Linked DNA regions of Mus musculus: region 1 is linked to region 2. The links are chromatin contacts, called in public HiCAR-type maps. All regions are on one chromosome and are shown on one strand. Each heading gives the region's core, a stretch centred on a gene start, on an enhancer-like site or on the middle of the called end of the contact. The rest is flanking DNA. Distances are from core to core; before and after follow the strand shown.

Region 1 (3,175 bases), core at 21-2,520, 1.9 Mb before region 2:
GGAAGAAAGGAGGGAAGGAAGGAAGGAAGGAAGGAAGGAAGGAAAGGAGGGAGGGAGGGAGGGAGGGAGGGAGGAAGGAAGGAAGGAAGGAAGGAAGGAAGGGAGGAAAAGAAGGGAGGGAGGGAGGAAGGGAGGAAGGAAGGGAGGCGCAAAGGAAGGAAGGAAAGGAGGGAGGGAGGGAGGGAGGGAGGGAGGAAGGAAGGAAGGAAGGAAGGAAGGAAGGAAGGGAGGAAAAGAAGGGAGGGAGGGAGGGAGGGAGGGAGGGAGGGAGGGAGGGAGGGAGGAAGGAAGGAGCAAAGGAAGGAAGGAAAGAAAGAACACACAGCAGGGGACTTTGGTGACTGAATGAATAACTGGGTAACTGCCTTTTTGGTTGCTGTTATTTTTACCCAGAGGACACAATGGTCTTCAAGGCTAACTAGTTAGGAGGGACATAGGCAGGAAGGTCATCCATCCATCATTATCTGCTCTCCACGCCAGGTGCCAGCCAGGCTGCTCCCTCTCTTTAGCCTCTAGAAAAAGTAACTGCTCTAGACAAAAGCAGAACCCAGGCTCCTGGGACGACAGGATGCCAAAGGCCTCAGCTTGTCTTTGGAACACCAGCTTACTCCACCAGATGACCTGCTGTGGCTGCCATATGGCCTGTGTGTGACATTCTGCTTGGGATAATGGGGTCTGGGTGTGTGCCTCGTTCTGCCCACGGGGTCTGGATGACAGAAGTCAGGAATGTGTGCTCCTATTCTACGGATTTGTCAGGTGCAATCCCTCTGTAGCTTTAGCTTTTAATATTATTCAAGGTGCCTTTTCAGAGAGCATGAATATTACCCAGGCATGGGGAAACTAAGGAGGTCTACTGCTATTATTTCTATCTGGCAAGGAAAGAAATGAGCAGGAAGTTAAGGGACTTGGGAAGCAAAACTGCTGAAGCTGGTGCACGGGTGCAGTGATCTCTGCTCAGCACAGCACTTGGAGAGCAACAGCACCTCACTGCCTCACTGCTGGGAGGAGCCATTGCCTTCACGCGCAGGCACAGGGCTGAGCAATCCGCTTAGAGAGGGCTTCAGATGCTGTCCTGATTTGAAGTTGTTGAGGAAGGGTTACATTTCTAACAACTCAGAGAAAGAAAAGTGCTATTTAAAAATCAAAGGAAGCAGCATGGAAAGCCAAGAACAGTAGGTCCTACTCACCCAGTGATCAGCCACCTTGTATCTGCCTTCTGTATGCACACAGAGACATGCGCATATGCATACAAGCAAGTTCCTATGACAGGAGGGGATGTTTACCCCGACAGACCTAAAGGATCCTTAGCATGAGTCACCAGCATCCACAAGCAGATCTGACTTGATTCACAAGCAGACAGATAGGGAGCTGGACTCTGCTACTGTTGTCACTTCCAGGGAGTTATTAGTTTGCTTGCTTTTCTTTCTTTCTTGCCCCCCACCCCACCAAAAAAAGAAAAACCCATTAACTTATTTTGACAGACAATTTTTTATTGTATGGATGGAAATTCCTGAAGAGTTAGGCTCAGCTCACCAGTCCAGCACCAAAAATGAACCCGTAATCAAGAATGGGAACCAGGTGGATTCCATGGCTGGCAGAATTTCTGAGAGGGACCACACAGATATGGGCCACACCTCACCTGCAACTCTCTGACGATGGACTTTGGGGACCTCTGGAGCCAGAGAGGCAGAACTGGAGTCTAGGTAAATCCACACAAGTTTTCAGGGTCTCAGCTGTTAATTTTGACTAAGTAAATGCAGGACAAAGGTGTTAGCAGAGTTTGACTTTTCTGTTTTTTTTTTTTTTTTTTTTTTTGGCTTACTCCACCCATTACTGAACAGTGAAATGTAGGCCAATGAACATGGATTCTATAGGCCAATGAACACAGGTCCTACAGACTGATGAACTCAGGTTCTAGCTGGGCTGCTGAGGAGTCTAGCTCTACTATTTACCAAGCTACCTTGGGCAAGCTAATTAACCCCTTTGCACTTCTGTTACCCTGTAAATGGGGTAAGATAGGAGTAGCCACCTCATAGGATTACCAGGAGGATAGGACTGGCCCTCTAAAGAGCTTATCGAAGTTCCTGGCACAGGGGAACACTGTAATTGTTATTATTCAGGGAGAGTATCAGGAAGCCTGTTTAAAGCTAAAGCCACAACCTTGAGGAAGGGTATGGGGCTCTAAAGCTGGAGATAACCATGCTTCAAACATGTAAACCCTTATCTACACTTATTCTTCCTCCCTCTATGAATCACCCCAGGGGTTGCTAATCTTACCTTCATTATCAAACACACCTGGAGGTAAGAGGAGGCTAGAAAAAAAATCTGGGTTTTCCTTTTAAACCCTTAAAGGCTTTGAAGGAGCCAAGAGGCCATCAGAAGGCAAAGCCCCTCCTCCAGCTTCTGTTTCCTCATCAGCCGGAGCTGGAGCTGGAGCTGGAGCTGGAGCTAGCATCCAGATGAGTTCCAGGGCTGTTCCTAAATCATCAGGTTTTATGTTTGTGGATTTGGTGCCTGGGTTGAAAAGGGCTCTTTAACCAAATGATTTCCAATTCATCCTTCTAAATTTCTGCCATAGCATCAGCGTTGCCTAGGATACAAAGTGCATGGGCTTGCTCTCAACCCGGAGACAGCAGGGCTCTGCTCCGAAATCTCTGCCCATGATCTTCTAAGCCAAACCACAAATGGGATTTGCAGGGCAAATGAGTCTCCACTGGGACTTAAGAATGTGGGCCTGACACTCTGATGGGGTCCCAGATGGACAGCAAAGGACACATTTGTTCCCTTACAACCAGGTGGCCATGGGACACATGGACTTTAGAAGTCACCTCAAGCTTCCCTGGCCCCAGGGGTGAGAGGCAGAAGGCCTCCCACAGGGTACCACTTTATTTTGTAATTAAGGATAATGCATAGTACAGAGCTCAGTTCATACACACTCAGGAGCTCCAGCCAGGCCCCCATGCCCTTCCCTATACCCAACTGATAAAGTTGACAAGTCATTCCGGGCTTGTAGGAGGGAGCAGCAGGCCCAACTCTCCAGTGGTATCCAGCCTAGTCCAGGGACTGAGCAATATTTCACCCTCGTAGCATTTTACACTTAAAGGAAATAAATATTTCTTATCTACTCTGGCTTTTAGACCCCTTTAGGCACACACAGTAACCCTAGCAAACTTCA
Region 2 (3,586 bases), core at 388-2,887:
ATAAGTTTAGCATGATGTGGTAGCTGTCTCCTCACAGTGCAAGAGATCTAAGAGTGAGGATAAAGAAACAGCTGCAGCACCTTTTATGACCTAGTCTGTAAGTCACAGTCACTTCTGCCACAGACTGTTCATTACAGGTCATAGGCCATTACTAAGTGCTGTCCACAAGCAAAGGTAAGGGAATTTACCTCCTGAAGAGTGGGGTCATCACAGAATTTATGGACAGAGCTTAAAATATGGCTTTGTCGTCTCATCACTTTCTCGAGAATCCAGTGAGACACGAGTGAAAGAACAGAACGCACAAAGGCAGTCCTCCTCAGCACAGCGCGCTGGAAATGTCCCCAAACAACCCATCCTTTTATTTCAACTATTCTTGAAACATTCACATCCCTCCTACCTTGAGGCTGCATTTAAGAGACTCCGATGACACTCCTGAAACATTGTAGGCAGTTAAATGGGACATTAAAAACAACAGAACAATCTACTCCTAAGATATTTGGAGCCGAGGAATGTAATGGCTCGTAAGCTGTCTCCCTTTGGCTATTACCATCGTGTCCTGATTGATGAAATTCTAGGCAATAGCCTTCCCTTCCTGATCTCGGGACCATGGAGGGTCTAATTTGCTTTCATGACTGCAGCTCTGGGGGAAAACTTAGGACTGAGGGATCACTCTGGAATACAGAAGTAGCCAGGGCTTTCTTTTCGCACCGGATTCTAAGGTGTCAACAGAATCGTTAAAATTGCCTCGTGTGATTTTTTTCATTGTATTTTTGTGACCTGAAATTTTGGTAAGATATAAAAACTTTTTAAAATATTGTCTTTGTAAACCCTGGGGAAGTAGGAGCTTGCAGGACACCACAGGCAAGATGCAGGTGTAGCCCCGTGTCTAACTTGCATGAGCCCCTGGATTAGATCCTAAGGATCTCAAAAGGAAAGAAAGGTGGAAGCCAAGGATTTACACTTTAAAATGAATTCTACCAACAGTGTTGCCTTTAATCTTGCTTCTTGAGGACATTTGAGAATGTGATGAAACATAGGGAAAGTAAGCTCACACAATTGTGCCCAAGGAGCGTAGCAGTGAACACAGAAGGAAGACACATATTTGCTGAGAAACAGGAAACTTTAAAGCAAGCCATAGAACTACTGACCATCCTAGTCTTGTCCTAGCCTTTTGACCAAGATAATCGGCAATTTTTTGCCGATTGGGTAGAAGAAAAGCTACCAGGATTCCCACTTGGTAAGAAAGCACTAAAGGACATTTTCCACGGACCATCCATAACCAAGATCGGACCTGAGATTCCCGAGACCCATCTCCAGTGGAGGGAATTCAGAGCAGTGACACCCAGCTCCGGGGGGACCTTCCCGCGGCACACCCGGGGGCTCAGAGCGCACAAGACCTCAGAGCCCGAGAGGCGGGGCCGGGAGGGCGGGGGCAGGGGGCGACGCGCGACCACGCCCCCTCGGCGCGCCCCCAAGCGGCGGCCTGCGTGCCCGCGCCGACCCCTCCCCTCGCGCCTCGCGGGCGCACGCGCCGCCTCGTTCAGGGGCCGGAGGAGGCCGGGCCTGTCAGACCCCGCGGCCGGCCTCCCAGCGGCACGGGGCGGGCGGGTGCAGTGGCTGGGGCTCGGCCTCGGTCCCTGGCCCGGGTCGCAGTAGCGCGAGCTCCGGGCGGGGATGCGCGGCGGCGTCGGCCCGCAGGTAGCCGAGCACCGCCGAGTCCGGAGCTGGCGCGCGGCCGGGGCGCGGCGACAGGAGCGGGGTCTCGTTCTCCTCACGATGGGCAGGGACGCGCCGCGCTGCCCTGAGGAGCCCGAGCGCCGGTGAAGGCGGAGTCGCCGGCCGCCCCTCCGCTGCCATGGCCGGCCCCGGCGCGTGGAAGCGCCTCAAATCCCTGCTGAGGAAAGACGACACGCCGCTGTTCTTAAATGACACCAGCGCCTTCGACTTCTCGGACGAGGTGAGCGACGAGGGGCTTTCGCGCTTTAATAAACTTCGAGTCGTGGTGGCCGACGATGACTCGGAAGCCCCGGAAAGGCCTGTGAACGGGGCGCACCCGGCCCTCCAGGCCGACGATGACTCCTTATTGGACCAGGACTTACCTTTAACCAACAGTCAGCTGAGTTTGAAAATGGACCCCTGTGACAACTGCAGCAAGCGACGCGAGTTGCTGAAGCAGAGGAAGGTGAAGACCAGGCTGACCATCGCTGCCGTCCTCTACTTGCTTTTCATGATCGGAGAGCTTGTAGGTGAGTTGTGTCGCCGACTCGCTTGCCTTTGACTTTGTCCAGCTGTTAGCTACGCCGGAGTTGAGGTGGAAACTTTGTTTTCAGGAAGTTTGCTGAGTATCTAGACTTTCGTGGGTCCATAGGAAAGGGACACGGGATTCCAAAGTGCGGTTCCCGTGAGCGCCCACTGAGAGCTTGCAGGTATATCTTGTAACTCCCATAAACAGTGCCTTTTACTGTAGGGTTTAGGGTGTTATCTTGACTGTATATCATGTAACTTCTCCTTTTACAGATTCTGATAAAATGCCAGGTTTATCTTTCAACGTCTAAAATAATTCTGACATGGATTAGAATCAGAATTTTATAGTACTAAGGGATGTTACTGAACACCATTCTGTTTTCTCACACAGAAGTTCTGAAGGGATTAGATTATGAGGAATCTTATTGGGAAAAGAGAGAGCCATCCACAGTACCAGACTTTCCTCTCTGTCTACATTTTGGTTATTTGATGCTTATTTATGCCGCTTCCTTTTGAGCTTATAGCCAAGGGCTTTACAAAACTCTATACAGCCAACTAATTAAAAGTTCATTATTAAAAGGAGTATCTACAGTTTGCTAGAGGTCTCCCCGGCAGCTGCAGAAGCTAGGGTTTTTTTTTTTCTCCTTTTTTAACTGATTTCAGATAATTTCTCACTCTAAGGTTCTTGCTTTAGACCTTATTTTTACTGTCGCATTAGTTTATAGTCGTCCTTTGATATCCAAGGTGGGTTGCTTCCAGGAGTCCTCTCTAGAACCTGAATCTCAGGTTGCCTCATCCAGTGACGCCTTATGTAAAGATCCCTTACGTAAAGCGAAGCAGTTATTTGCATATAACCTACATATATGTCCTTCTGTACTTTAAAGCCTTTGGAAATCATTTTGACTACAAAATACAAATTTGATGCTGTATTTAAGTAGTTGTTATCCTGACTCGTTGAGAGATTGATGAGCAGAACAAGTCTGTGAATGGCGAACGCTGAGGAAGAGTTACTTTTTCAGATGTTTTCCATTCATGATTGATGGTATCCATGGATGCAGTTCTCAGATAGAGAACACACTGCCGACTCCTTAGTGGCAGTTTCTGAAGTGGCATTAACAGAGGAGACGGTTCTCTTACGTTGTCTCTTATGATGAGCCATAACAAGAAGAGACCTGGCAGCCCAGATTTAAAATGCTGTGTGTAGAAGACTCATGTACATTCTCTGCCTGATGTCCCATCATTCTTCCCCAGTGTGAAATTAGCTGTACTGGTTATGGTCCTTTTCTCAGGGCTCCCTCTCTCTTGCCCTTAAGGCTTTCATAAATAAGAGCAGATTTCTCAA

Evidence for each region. HiCAR-type assays count read pairs that join an accessible place to other places.
Region 1: a HiCAR-type map of astrocytes shows a contact between it and region 2, with 5 times the contacts expected there. The contact joins the enhancer-like site here to the promoter of 4930417H01Rik in region 2. A contact is called at or near these places in 2 of 39 promoter capture datasets (both in liver) and 3 of 115 datasets of contacts at active chromatin or transcription factors (astrocytes, large pre-B cells and stem cell-derived neural progenitor cells).

What each region holds. Positions count from the first base shown.
Region 1 is chr2:124,638,801-124,641,975 of GRCm38.p6, reverse strand. It overlaps a transcript of Sema6d not described here. Among named protein-coding and RNA genes, the nearest start is that of Sema6d, 13 kb to the left of the region's middle. Within about 2 kb of position 1,270, at least 40 of the 459 cell types and tissues checked have an H3K27ac peak or open chromatin away from gene starts, as enhancers often do. A contact at or near this core is called in astrocytes and stem cell-derived neural progenitor cells, where this site is marked.
Region 2 is chr2:122,700,690-122,704,275 of GRCm38.p6, reverse strand. 4930417H01Rik (a long non-coding RNA gene) reads right to left here and starts at 1,637. Exons shown (of 5, transcript XR_866691.3): 1 at 1,292-1,637. It overlaps Slc30a4 (solute carrier family 30 (zinc transporter), member 4), which reads left to right and starts at 1,613. Exons shown (of 7, transcript NM_011774.3): 1 at 1,613-2,246. The coding sequence starts at 1,856.